4 separate regions of the Mus musculus genome follow, and all the other regions are linked to region 1. A link is a contact called in public Hi-C and HiChIP or PLAC-seq data. All regions are on one chromosome and are shown on one strand. The core of a region is the stretch at or near the end of the contact, and the rest is flanking DNA. Distances in the headings are between cores, read along the strand shown.

The links. A called contact is a pair of places that touch in the nucleus more often than the background predicts. HiChIP or PLAC-seq counts read pairs in DNA pulled down with a chosen protein or histone mark.
Region 2: a contact with region 1 is called in a FOXA1 HiChIP or PLAC-seq map of pancreatic cancer cells. The contact joins the enhancer-like site here to the promoter of Pacsin1 in region 1. A contact is called at or near these places in 2 of 39 promoter capture datasets (cranial neural crest and liver), 2 of 115 datasets of contacts at active chromatin or transcription factors (large pre-B cells and pancreatic cancer cells) and 1 of 9 other capture datasets (embryonic stem cells).
Region 3: an HNF4G HiChIP or PLAC-seq map of pancreatic cancer cells shows a contact between it and region 1. The contact joins the enhancer-like site here to the promoter of Pacsin1 in region 1. A contact is called at or near these places in 1 of 15 datasets of contacts at CTCF or cohesin (embryonic stem cells), 2 of 484 Hi-C or Micro-C datasets (the N1E-115 cell line and bone marrow-derived macrophages) and 1 of 115 datasets of contacts at active chromatin or transcription factors (pancreatic cancer cells).
Region 4: a Hi-C map of pro-B cells shows a contact between it and region 1, with 2.4 times the contacts expected there. The contact joins the promoter of Scube3 here to the promoter of Pacsin1 in region 1. A contact is called at or near these places in 8 of 39 promoter capture datasets (the 3T3-L1 cell line, embryonic stem cells, hematopoietic stem and progenitor cells and 3 more), 3 of 484 Hi-C or Micro-C datasets (embryonic stem cells, pre-B cells and pro-B cells), 2 of 115 datasets of contacts at active chromatin or transcription factors (embryonic stem cells and stem cell-derived neural progenitor cells) and 1 of 9 other capture datasets (macrophages).

Annotation. Positions count from the first base shown.
Region 1 is chr17:27,653,830-27,656,850 of GRCm38.p6, forward strand. Pacsin1 (protein kinase C and casein kinase substrate in neurons 1) reads left to right here and starts at 1,762. Exons shown (of 10, transcript NM_011861.3): 1 at 1,762-1,930.
Region 2 is chr17:28,024,104-28,027,206 of GRCm38.p6, forward strand. The region is part of intron 12 of Anks1 (ankyrin repeat and SAM domain containing 1); the gene reads left to right. Among named protein-coding and RNA genes, the nearest start is that of Gm35290, 18 kb to the left of the region's middle. Within about 2 kb of position 1,493, at least 73 of the 459 cell types and tissues checked have an H3K27ac peak or open chromatin away from gene starts, as enhancers often do. A contact at or near this core is called in liver and pancreatic cancer cells, where this site is marked.
Region 3 is chr17:27,974,547-27,977,769 of GRCm38.p6, forward strand. Anks1 (ankyrin repeat and SAM domain containing 1) reads left to right here. Exons shown (of 25, transcript NM_181413.4): 2 at 359-439; 3 at 2,015-2,171. Among named protein-coding and RNA genes, the nearest start is that of Gm35290, 31 kb to the right of the region's middle. Within about 2 kb of position 1,920, at least 44 of the 459 cell types and tissues checked have an H3K27ac peak or open chromatin away from gene starts, as enhancers often do. A contact at or near this core is called in bone marrow-derived macrophages and pancreatic cancer cells, where this site is marked.
Region 4 is chr17:28,140,920-28,143,809 of GRCm38.p6, forward strand. It overlaps Scube3 (signal peptide, CUB domain, EGF-like 3), which reads left to right and starts at 1,390. Exons shown (of 22, transcript NM_001004366.2): 1 at 1,390-1,691. The coding sequence starts at 1,607.

The DNA of each region.
Region 1 (3,021 bases), core at 512-3,011:
CGGGGAAATAGGAATCAGGGTGCTCAGGCAGGCCTGGAGGGTGGGCCTCATCAGCCCCAGGCTACTGTATCAGCCACCTGTCTAACCTGGATTTCAGCTCTCCTTCAGCACCAGGAGAAAACCTTTCCGGACAGCTCTGCCCAGAGCTCTCAACCTTCCGTGGAACACCAGCCACTGTGGTGGTTAATCTGGACTTGATTGGATCCGGAAAGAAGTAAGAGACTCCGGGTAAGCGTGGAGGGAGTGGAGGGCGTTTCAGGGAGGAACTGACTGAGGGGAAAAGAGACTCTCCCGTGGTGAGACGTGCCTCCTTGGGGTGGCGTGACGTAAGAAGTTGGGGGGTGGGGCACCGTACCCTTGCCTTGCCCACCTTGGCTTCATGCTGGTGAATGCATCTGCTCTGCTGCTGCTGCGGCCGCTGCAACCAGAACCCCACGTTTCAACCTTCCAAAGTCCCCTGAAGGCCTCTGATGACTCCGGGGCCTCTTCAGGAATCCTCCATGCATTCAGTGCCACACTGGGACTCCTGAGGAACCCGGTGTCCTGGGACAGCTTCGGGATTCTCAGCCTGTCCTGCATGCAGACGCTTGTATTGTTTAAGCCGATCTGATAAGCCCCTTCGTAAAGTAAGAGTCATCCATTCTATCCCTCGGTTCCCTGACTAATAATACTTGACTGTCTGGTCCTACCCTAGATGAGATGCTGCCTGGTGATGTCTTAGTGATGTCTTCTTCTATGCTCTAATAATATAGCTTGAGGACTAGAAAGATGGCTCAGCGGTTAAGAGCACTGACTGCTCTTCCGAAGGTCCTGAGTTCAAATCCCAGCAACCACATGATGGCTCACAACCATCATGCACCTATAACGGGATCTGATGCCTTCTTCTGGTGTATCTGAAGACAGCTACAGTGTACTTATACAAATAAATAAATCTTAAAAACAAAACAACAATATAGCTTGAAACTGTCCATGGAATTCTTAGCAAATGAACGAACACTGTATGCAGGCATTCCTCTGGGCTCCTGAACTGGTGAACTTCAGAGCTCACGGTTAGCCTCACCACCAGGGGTTCAGGAAGACTTCCTTCTTCGAACCCTGTGAACATCCAGGTCTCTCAAGGTAGGGAGGGGCAGAGGTGGGCAGTTTTCGCCTCCTGGTCTTCCTTCTCTGGTTTGTGTCACACTCTGGACACATTGAATGAATCCTCTGCTCTTCTGAGTCAGGCCCCACTCCCTGGGGCAACAGTCCGGCTCCTGGAAGCAGTTAGAATACAAGGCAGCAGCTGTGTGTCACCGTTTGGATCCCCAAGTCCCAGAGAACCTCCAAAAAGGCCTCCAGCTAGCTTTGCTGACAGCCAGCTGAGGTGAACTGGCCTGAGGATCCACACAGGCCTTCTTGGCAGAGCTGAGTGTGGGAGTGGGCCGTGGGATAGGGCAGAGGAGAGCATCCTTACTATTTGGCCAATCTTAAGTATCCTGTTCTCCATGAACCCGACACACACGGATAGGGAGGGGGTCATCACACCAGGGTTATACAGCAAACCCCTATCATGCGTGAACCCCCGCATGAGAAGCAGGTATTAGGAGCGCGCAGGAATCAAACACACCGAGCTGGGGAGCAGGCGGCCGGGCGGGCGCGGCCTCCGGGTACCGCGGTGCTGCCACCTGCGCAGCCACCGCGTCGCCATTGGCTCACGGAGAAGCCGCTCTAATCCGCGCCGCCTCCGCCCCCGCGCGGCGCTGCGCTCGGCGGAGTCTCTGACCTTCCTCCTTCCCGCAGCCCCAGAGAGACGCGCGGCGGTCGCGCCAGCCTTCTCCTCCTCCTTTTCCTCCTCCTCCCCCGGGAAGCCGGCCGGGCTTGAGGCTGGGCCGCCGCCGCCGCCCGCTTTGCCACCCGCCCCGCTGATGGTGTCCGGTGCTCCGGCGCCCAGGTAGGGGCTCTAGAGCGTGGAGAGAGCGCGGGTTTGGGGGTGGGGGTGGGGTAGTGTTGGGGGTTCGGGGAGTCCAGGGCTTCAGTGCGTGATGCAGATGCTCAGTATATGATGGCGTTGAATACAGCCGAGGGCAGGTATCTGGGGAGAGGTAGGCGCGCGCCCCCGGATGCTCTTGGCTTGACCCAGCCAGTGCCAGAATGACCCCTTGAGGATGCTAAGGGGGAGGCCTTTACCCTGGGGAAAGGGGAAGAAGCATGATCGTTGGGAAGCTGGGGCTGCCCCCCCCCCCCGGTGTTGTATGTTTTTCTGGGGCCAGCTGGGATGGGTGGGCCGATGCCAGCTTGGTGCGTATGTTATTTCTGGATCAGAGTGGGCTGGGGAGAAGCACAGGCGGCGATGTCTGGTTTAGATTACAGGTACTTCCTTCTTTGCTTCCGACCCCTCCCCCCACCAGCTGGGGGTGGGAGGTGGAAGGAAAGAGGAGGTGGCGATGCTGAGGGCCCCCGCAGATGCTGCAGAATCCTCTCTGCGCCAGCCACACCGCCTTCTCCCTCCACCAACCTCAGCCCATTTGGTCACGGTTGGGGCGCTCTCCCGGTTGTGTTCACCTTTGAGGAGGCTGTGGAAAGGTTAAAGGGTCATTAATGTGTCTGCGACACAGTGGCAAACCCCAGAGCTTGGCTAGACTCAGCTTCAAACCCCCGATTTTTAAGTTCCAGCCTTGCCCCCACCCCCACCTCCCCCAAGCACAGCTCTGCAGCCTGGGGGAACTTAAACATGAGGCACCTTCTTTTTCTAGGCACAACCAGAAATAGCCCATTGTCAGGGGCCCCAGCACAGCTGGGGTGCAGATTGCCAGTGGTCTGGGAAGCTCTGCCCGCAGCCTGGTTTTCTTATCAGATGTTTGCCCGTTACTCAGATCACTCTTTCTAAGCAGCTTCCTGACTCCCCAGGGGAGAGGTCACCTCTGGCCCCATGTTCTTGAACCCTGTCAACCCGGAGGTTACTTATGTCTGGCCTGTCCCCCTCTAGACCAAAGGGCCTTCAGGCTAAGAATCTGACTTGTCTCTGACATTGTCAGTGTCTGA
Region 2 (3,103 bases), core at 243-2,742, 370 kb after region 1:
TGGGAGCTGAGGAGAGGGACATCCTGGGCTGCAGGGCACAGACCTTCTTAAACTCTGAGGTGCAGCTAGAGCTGAAGATTGCAGCGTGAGCTGCTCCCCTGCTGGGAGGCAGGACAGGTCACTGATACTCAAGGCTGCCACTCCCAGGAGCTACAGGGCTTACAGTTGCCAGCGCTGAATGCGAGAGGCTATGGGGAACCCCTCAGCGACCTGCTTCCCCGTGCGGCCTCTGCCGTCCTGTGTGCCGCCCCTGGGGTCTTCAGAGCATGGACACTGCTCTGTGCAGAGGAAGGCTTGCTGCAGGCAGCACAGGGGCTGAGGTAGCCTGGGAGCAGGAGGGGCTGTGTGCTGTGAGGACAGACGGGCCCTCAGAGTCAGCCAGGGAGAATGGGCTTCTGTGAGTAAAGACGCAGAATTGAGTGGAGGAAACAGCTGACAACAGGTCCCTTTTCTCAGGACCCATGAAGGGAGAGAGGCCCTGGGTGACAGTGACAGTGGGGTCAGAGGCCCTGGGTGACATTCAGGTAGATGCAGAGCAGGTACTTCAGCAGATTCTCATCACCAGGTCTGTTTCCCCTAAGCTCAGGCCAAACCCGTGTCAACAACGATGGTTGTCATGCCACCCGATTGGGAGGGAAAGGAGACCGGCTCAGGATGGGGGCAGGACCCCAGCACTGTGCGTGCCTGCCAGGCTGAGGAAGATGGAGACTTCCTTCCAACTCGAGCAGCTGGGCCACAGAAGGAGAGAACTGAGGCTCTGTTATGTCTGACCTCGCCAGTGTTTGGGCTCGGTTGGCCTTTCTTTATAAAAAGAAAGGCACAGTCGAGTCAACATTTTCCTCGTCTAAATGTTTTACTTTGGAATAGTTGTATATTCACAGGAAGTTACAGAAATAGTTCTAAGTGGTCCTGTGTTTGGTACCATTCCCTAGTTTCTGGCTGTGGGGTAATATTGCATAGCGGATACAAACCCACCATAGCAGCATCCTGCTCCAAGCGCTGGATCTCCAGAGGTCTCCCTCAGCCAGCCTGTGCCGTGAAAAGCCCATACTCCTAACATTCCATTCCTCCAGTTAACTGGAGACATGGTGGGTCTCGGCAGACTACAGGGTCATTGTCTCCCAGGTGAGCTGGGGCACACTGGGCCCTGGCTGGAGGCCCCTGTGTTAGAGACAGGTGTGTTCTTCATCTGTTTTGGAGCCTAGAGAAGCCCCTCTCAAGGGCTCTCCTCCCAGCCTGTGGATACCATATCCCCTTGGCAAAGGCCGACCTCAGTGCCACACACTTTCTCCACCTTAGAGGCCAGACTCTAGCATCTGAGTTACAGGGACACTATCCAGGGCACCTTCACCAAGGACAGCTTCATATCTGCCACTCCTCACAGAGTGGGGGAGCGCAGAGTTGGCGAAGGCAGGAAGCAAGGCTGAGGCAGTGTCCTGCCTGGCTCGGTTATTTCTGAGTTACCTTTGGATTTCTGTCTGCTGCACTGACTGACCTAGAGACTCACAGGGCCCCTGCCCCGCCCCTGTAGGAGGGAGCCTGCACCAGCCATTCTCTATTGCTCCCACTTCTGGGAGAGTCTAGAAGTTCCATGCGTCACAGTTTTGACTAGAGCTGTCTTGTTTATTTTCACCCCTTTAGGAGCATATTTGAGAGTATGATGTGTGCAAATAGCCTGAGCCCAGAGTATAGGGAACTCTTTCAGCCTACACACACACCCTGACAGCCCACTCACAGACATGCACAGGGGCGTCTCAGAAGCCACCGCAGTTAAGAGCAGAGCTGGGAAACCCAGACTAGGCCCTGGGCCAGACCTCTCTGGGATCCTTTGTCTGTGTTTAACCCAACAGGCACCTGCCCCAGTCTTCCCTCCATTCCTGTTGCCCAGAGCTCGGGAAGGAGCAACAGACCTGGCTGTGGTTTTGCCGCATCTGACTGAAAGAAGCATGCAGTCCCCTTCTGAGTCTTTATTGATTATTGTAACAGGAGTGGGAGACACCGAGATTGGCAGAAGTCCAATGAGTAACCAGAAGCGTGTGCTTATAAAATTAGGAGGAGTACTAAGGTCTTACTGTCCTGGGTCTTACTCCGGCGTTAATAAGCCGGGTCTTTCTTGGCTCCTCTGGCAGACAGCCTCTCAGAGGTGGAAGCACCCACTCCTTGTCTGAAGAGCCTAGACACACAGAGACCCGGCCTTGGCACTGAGCCATGCTTAGAGAACCACTGGGCTTGGCAGGGCTGCTGAGGCTGGCCAGCATTTGCAGCAGATAGGTGAGGCAGCCTAAAGAACTCCCTGCACAAAGGTGTCAGACTAGCTAGGTGGCAAGGCATCTTTCCTGCCCTTCCATGGCTCCCACCGTGCAGCTCCGTGACCATGAGCCCCACAGGGGTCTCAGAGCCTTTCTAGGGTTCTGTTCATGTGCTTGTCTGCGTGCTTCTTTGATAATGGGGAACTTACCCCGCTGTCCCATGTGGCTCCCCACACACAGAGCGGCCAGTGCATCTGGGTTTCTGTGTTCCCCATACAGGAATGTGCTCTCCTGGCCTCTGTCCTGTGGCCTCCCATTCCCTCCCCAGTCAAATGACCTCTGACCCTGAGCTGCAGCCCAGGAGCACTGGAGACAAACATTTTGCTCCTGTACTCCTAGGAACCCTGTGTTCTGTAGAAACATTGGTAGAGCCCGTATCACTTTATTTAGGGTAGTGGTGGTGGTGTAAGGAACAGGGGCAGGGCGTTTGGGTGGCGGGGTGGACATCGGTTCCTGCCAGGGAAATCATGAAGGACCCGCTGTGCTGGTGTGCTTCTTGGAATCTAAGACTTCTCTTTTTTTCCTTTTCTTTCCCTGAGTCCCAAGAGGAAAGGTCCCAGTTGTTGTAGATGCCACGTACTCGTACTCTCAGGGTGAGCCACTATTTGTCTCCTCCCCTTTCCTCTTTAGGAAAAGAGGAAACCCCTAAGATTACCATGCCTAAGACCCAGTTAGGTTTAACCTCACAAAAGGCTAATACACGACCTTTCCATTCTGTATCAAGTCGCCCAGGGTCCAGTCCTAGCAGGAGCAGCAGTGAGACATGGAGGAAAATCTTCAGAGGCCAGTGAGTG
Region 3 (3,223 bases), core at 670-3,169, 320 kb after region 1:
ACTGAGGTAGCTACTGGCTTCACTCATTAGAACAGGGTGGTGCTCGCACCCATGCCTGGCTGGGTTGTTTGGTTTTGTGCTGTTTGGGTGACATCTGGATTGGTTGGGAGTATTCAGAGGGCTAAGTTCCAAACTGAGTAAATGATGCGGCCCAGGTGGGCCAGCAGAGGTGGAACTGGCCCCTGGGTGACAGTATGGCCTTCACGTAGGCTTGCGTCTCCTCTAGGTGGTGTGCACCCGCTGTCTGTACGAGTAGTCTTCAGAAGCCTCTGGTTTGGTTATTTACTACACCATATGCCAGCTGTCTCTGACCTGGCTATGACTTCAGCCGTTAAAATCTCTCTCTCTGTCTTTTCAGCATGTGGAGAGGGCCGAACGTGAACTGTGTAGATAGCACCGGCTACACGCCACTACACCACGCTGCTTTGAATGGACACAGGTAAGTACCAGGGGCTCCTCCCTGCCCACCCTGCGGAGCCCAGCTCAGGAGTCTCCATCTCCTATGAGGCTGCCTAGGCGGGGCACTGCGCACAGAGAGAAGCAGACAGCACAGTGTGGGCAGAGGCCAGGTTTCTCTTCTGTGAACCATGATGCTCCATTTCTACCCCCAGCCCCAGAGAAGTCTTAGACAGAAGTGAATTTCACCTTCTCTCCTGGAGGCCCTTCCTGTGGAGGGCTCTAGCACACAAGCCATGCTGGGACTGTGATGGGCCCACTCAGGACAGCAGAGCACACAGACACTGGCACCTCACGGTGTCCACCCTGGTGAACCCAGGAGATGGAAGGCCTCTTAAGTCTGAGGAGGCCATCAGAACTTGAGTGGGAAGGTGGTGTGAGAGCTTCCTGGAGAAACTGGGCTCCGGGGAGCAGGGAGTCATCAGTGGACTGACGCCCGAGGCTCAGCGCAGCACAGGCAGAAGTCGTGGGGCACGAAGTGGGTTTGCCCAGATGCAGAAGAACAGAAACCAGGGGGACAGGAAAAATAGTGTGCAGAGTGGGAAGCAGAGTCCAAAGGGGAAGAGCTGCATGGGTGTGGCCTAGTAAGCCCGAGCCATGAACCCCTCATTTTACATTGTAATGAGCAAGGAATGGGCCCACCCCACCTTGCAGGATTCTGTTACTTGTCCAGTTTGTGGTCAAGCTGAAGGCCCACCATGCAGGGTCCACCGTGAGAGCTTGCTCCAGCGTTGACCTTTTCTCAATTTGGAGCATGAACACTGTGTCTTTTCTAAAACAACCCTAAAGGTAACATCCAGGGCCAGGATGATGGGTCAGCAGATAAAGCACTGGCTGCGTCCCAGGTGACCTGAGTTTGATCCCTCAGACCCACATGGTAGATGTAGAGAAATGGCTTCCAAAGATTATCTTCTGGCTTCTGCGTGTATGCACACAAAGAAAAAAAAATACATTGAGAACCCTCTCTAGTAGTCGGGAAAGTCTGAATTAATGAACCCTCAACTCTAAGTTTGTTAGCCAGGCTCCTCCCCAGGCCCTGTCTGTGTCCACGGGGCGGCTTTTCATTGGCTTGTGTGCCTGGGGATAATTACACGTGTGTGTCCGCCTCATTAGCAGTGTCGACTCTCTGTGTGTCTGACTCTCTGTGTGTCTGACGTCTGTGACATTGATTTTGCTCTGTCCTCTTTTAGCTCCCACATCCAAGGCATTGGAGTAGGTAGCGAAGGGACATCACCTGTCTGGTGTAACCGCCTTCATGTAAATTCTACCCCTGCATGCTAAATAAGTATCCCAAGGTGGGGAGTAATGCACAGTTCAGACAAGGGGTCCAGACATTTTCAAAGTTACAGGACATAGATGGATTATCAAGAAAGGGAGGTGAGTCACTGGTCACGGTGAGTCAGCCACCTAGCAGCCACATGCTAGCTGTGGGCATTAGAGGGAGAAGCCCGGGCAGTGACCTCAGAGGAGGCTAGCCATCGAGAGGCGGGGTCAGAAAGCAGTTTGCGGTACACACATGGGAAGACCCATGAGCTCATGGATGGCTTTTGCTTTCTAGGGATGTGGTCGAGGTCCTTCTGAGGAACGACGCGCTGACCAACGTTGCTGACTCGAAAGGCTGCTACCCGCTGCACTTGGCAGCGTGGAAAGGAGACGCCCAGATAGTACGTCTGCTCATCCAGCAAGGGCCCTCACACACCAGAGTCAACGAACAGGTCGGGAGAGTGAGAGTGTCCTCCCTGTGCACGCCCTGGCCTCATGCACTTAGGGTTCCTCTGCTCCCTAGACATGACCCTCCCTCCCTCATCAGGAGGAGTGGGGGGCCGTGTTCTGGAGGCTGCATCTTGTTTGTCTGTTTTTTGTTTTCAAGACAGAGTTTCTCTGTACAGCCCTGGCTGTCCTGGAACTTACTCTTAGACCAGGCTGGCCTTGAACCCAACAGATCCACCTGCCTCTGCCTCCCAAGTGCTGGGATTAAAGGCATGCGCCACCTTGTCCAGCAGGAGGATACATTTTTGTGCAGTTGACTCATGAAGATTTGTACTAAAATTTCATACACATGCATACACACACACAGACTCACAGTATAAAAGTTGATGCAAATCTTTTGAAATTATGTAGAGTGAGTTTTAAACAGGAGAGATTACATAATTATAATTTCTGCTTATGCCATCAACATGCAGTGAGCACAGCTTGCCAGCATTAGTCAGTGCTGTGTGAGCAATCCTGTTACTTTACAGACATCACAATGCGCAGAACTGAAAGAATTTGTCCTGATGCTGAAAAAAATCCTCCAGATGCAGGTCAGAGTGATCCAGTGGTATGGAGATCACTTCCTGTGTCCTCCAACACCACTCTGAGGGCAAGCATGTGCTAAAAAGGAGAGAAGAGAACCGCCCCAAACCTCACAAGGCCTCTGCAGTTGAGTGCTCTTGGATAGCCTCTCTGTTCCCTGGAGACATGTTCAGTGACAAAGTCTCCTAGGATGTCCATATCCGGCTTTGGCCCTGCTGCTTTGGCTGCACTAAGCTGCTCCTGAGTGAGTGCAGGGCTGTCCCCCTCAGGACACAGCCCCAGGGGGCTGTTCCTCTCTGTAGAGTAGATGAGGTTCATCCTCAGAACTTGGGACACCACCTGGCAAGTCTACTCACTAGCAAGGCCCACACAGGTTTCCACTGAGCTACCAGAGGGAAACCACCTGGGTCCCAGAGGCCTCCATTTGGAGACTGGGTGTAGGCAGTGGTCAGTCAGTCCTGTATTCCTGCAC
Region 4 (2,890 bases), core at 140-2,639, 490 kb after region 1:
AGAGGCTTCTCAGGAGCTGGAACTGGGAAGTCAAAGCCTCTTTCTCTGTTCGTTCTCTTACCCTTTCATTTAATCCCTGCTAAAGGGAGGGCTCAACTCTTCTCCAGGGTAGGCAGGCGTCTGCTTACAGAGCCCACCCCCACCCCAGCTGAAGCCCGCTGCCAATGCCAAGGGTTTGAGGACTGAGTCATCTTTAGGGAGACCTTGGTCATTGCCCAGTTTTCCTGGGTACCCTGGGATTTTTTTTTTTTTTCCTGCACAAAATTGGCTCTGAAGCAGGCAGGACTCTGAGGCCTGGTACAATTGGCTCAGAGCGACTAAAGGGATAGGGGGAAAGGGGACAGTGTCCAGGACCCAGGGGAACTTGCTCCATCGGCAGAGTGTCTCTACTTTAAACCTAATCTCTGCTGCCAGTGAGGTTAGCACTGGAAGCCGGTTTGGAGAGATTGTACAGAGCCTTTGTGTGTGCCAAAGATGATCGTGGGGTAGCTTCTACCGGTGTGCTGAGCACTAGACAGTGCATATGGGAGCCACGCCGAGAAGGGCGTCTCAGCGGGCTACCTTCAACGCCCACAGAGCCTGCCCTTGGAGCCGGGCAGTTTTAGCCAGGACTCATCTGAGTATGAGGATTGTGTCCAGAGGGTGGGAGTGACTTTAGGGCTAAAGGTTCGGAGGACGTTCCTTGGACCGGAGTCCCAGCCCATCTCTGTTCCGAGGTGCAGCCCTTCCAAGCTTTCTCGACACCTCGCGCCCTCTTTGTCTCCCCGCCGAGGTGCGCGTGCAGACCTTCGCCGTTCGGCCCTCCTGACGTGCGAGCGCGGGGGGCGCACCCTCGGCTCCCCCGCTAGCTCCCCACAGGGAACGAGCGGACGAGCCGGAGCCCCGGTGCTGTTTGGTCTGGAGCGGAGCGGGGGCTTGCATTGATCCATTGATTGTGCGCGGTCTGCGCCTGACCTCCCTGCTCCCGGGGAAGCCGTCTCCATGGAGACCGGGCCCGCTCCCCCAGCGCCGGATTGTAAATTCCTGCAGGCAGCGGCCCGGCAGCCTGGGGAGGGGGCCGCGCGCCCGGGCGCGCAGGGGGAGCGGCCGCCACGCCGAGGCCCCCTTTGAAAGAAAAAAAAAAAAGGGCACGAAAAAGGAGGTGGAGGAGGAGGAGGACGGAGAGGAGAAGCAGGAGGGGCAGTGGGAAGGGGAGGAGGAAGAAAACGAAAAGGAGCAAGGAGAGGAGGAGAAAGAGGAGGAGGAGGAGGAGAAAGGCGAAGAAAAACAGACGGAGCCCGGGAGACGAGAAAGCAAGGGAGGAAGAAAGAGGCAGAAAGGGCGTGTTTAGGCGCTACGTCTCCCCTCCCCTTTCTCAGGTCCCAGCTCCGGCTCTGCGCGCTCGCTCTCAGGCTACAGCTCCCCGCGGGCGAAGCTGGGCGTCGGGTGCGATAGCCCGGGCCGCCCCTCGGGCCGCCGCCCCGCGCCTGCCCGCGTTCCCCACCGCGCGCTCCCCACGCCCAGCCCGGAGCCTCCGCGGGGCGCCTTCCAGTCCCCTCCCCCTCCTCCTCGCGCCCTCCCCGGGGCTGCGACACCCCCGCGGCCCCGCCGCGCGGAGCTCCAGGCCATGGGCTCGGGGCGCGTCCCCGGGCTCTGCCTGCTCCTCCTGCTGGTCCACGCGCGCGCCGCCCAGCATGGCAAAGCTGCGCAAGGTAAGGGAGGCGCGGTGCGGGATTGTGGGGCGGCGGGGCGGCGGGACAGAGGGGCGGCGGGACGGCGGGGCCCGAGCCACCAGGGCAGGTGTCTAGAAGTGCGTGGCTGTCAGGACCCGGCCCTGTGCCCCCCGACTCTTCGGCCAGTGGGGCACAGGGACGCTAGACCTCGGGGCGCTGCGCGACAGGCAATAGCGCCTGGGGAGGGGGGCGGCCAGCAGAAAGGAGCATGCATGCACTTCTGCCGGCTTCCCTGCCACCATCTAGCATCTTCCTCCGAGGTCAGAGAGAATCTTCTCTCAAACATTGCCAGGGACTCCACTTTGGAGCTTGAGACTGAGGGAAGGAAGTTTTCAACTCTGCTATACGCTTCGTAACCTCCTCCCCTGCCCGCATGAGGCAGAGTCAGGCCGAAATTTCGAAGTTACCGTCTTATCAAGTCGAAGGATGTTAAAGAAAAACACCTCTTTCGCGGTGAAACCGACTGCCTGTCACAGAATAGTAGGAGCAGTAGGAGAAAATGTCTGTGACTGCCTTCTGGCACGAACGTTGCGTTTCTGCCTTTGGGGGGGGGGAATCCCTTTCGTCTCGCATGGCTTTCATTTCTTATCATAATATTTATTTATTAAGGCCTGGGGTTTCCAATTCCATTTAAATCCAGGTTAGAATTGCATTAAAATAACAAAGTAAAATTCCAGGCTGGGAGCTCTGACAGATCCCTCTAGGAATTAGAGGGAGACTGGGAGGCCCTCCTGCCCCGGTCCCTGACCCCGCGCTCCTGGGCCAGCCAGTCCCAAGGCTGCGCTGGCAGAAACCAGGCTGGTGTCCCACAGTTCTCTGGGGACAGCCTCCCCTCCCCCCATTGACCTGCTGTACCCCTCCCCCCACGCTGTCCTCACCCAAAAGAGATTTATATGGACAAAAAGAAAATTCCTCTTAGCAAGATTTTGCCTGGGGAGGTAGATTCTGTCTATTGTCCTGGGGGTTCCTGAAGCCAGCCAGGGATGAAGAGGTGTCTGAGTCAGGAGGAAAGTTGAACTTGGGAGTTGAGGAAGTCGTCGAGTTGTCTGGCAGTCAGTCAGTCGGGTCAGTGTGTCGGGGGCGGGGGGGGGGGGGGGGCGGGCGGGGTGTGTGTGCTGAATCTTAAACTGGGCTATGCCAGCAGCTTTTCACTGTTGGTAGAAGGTGCTAAGCTAACA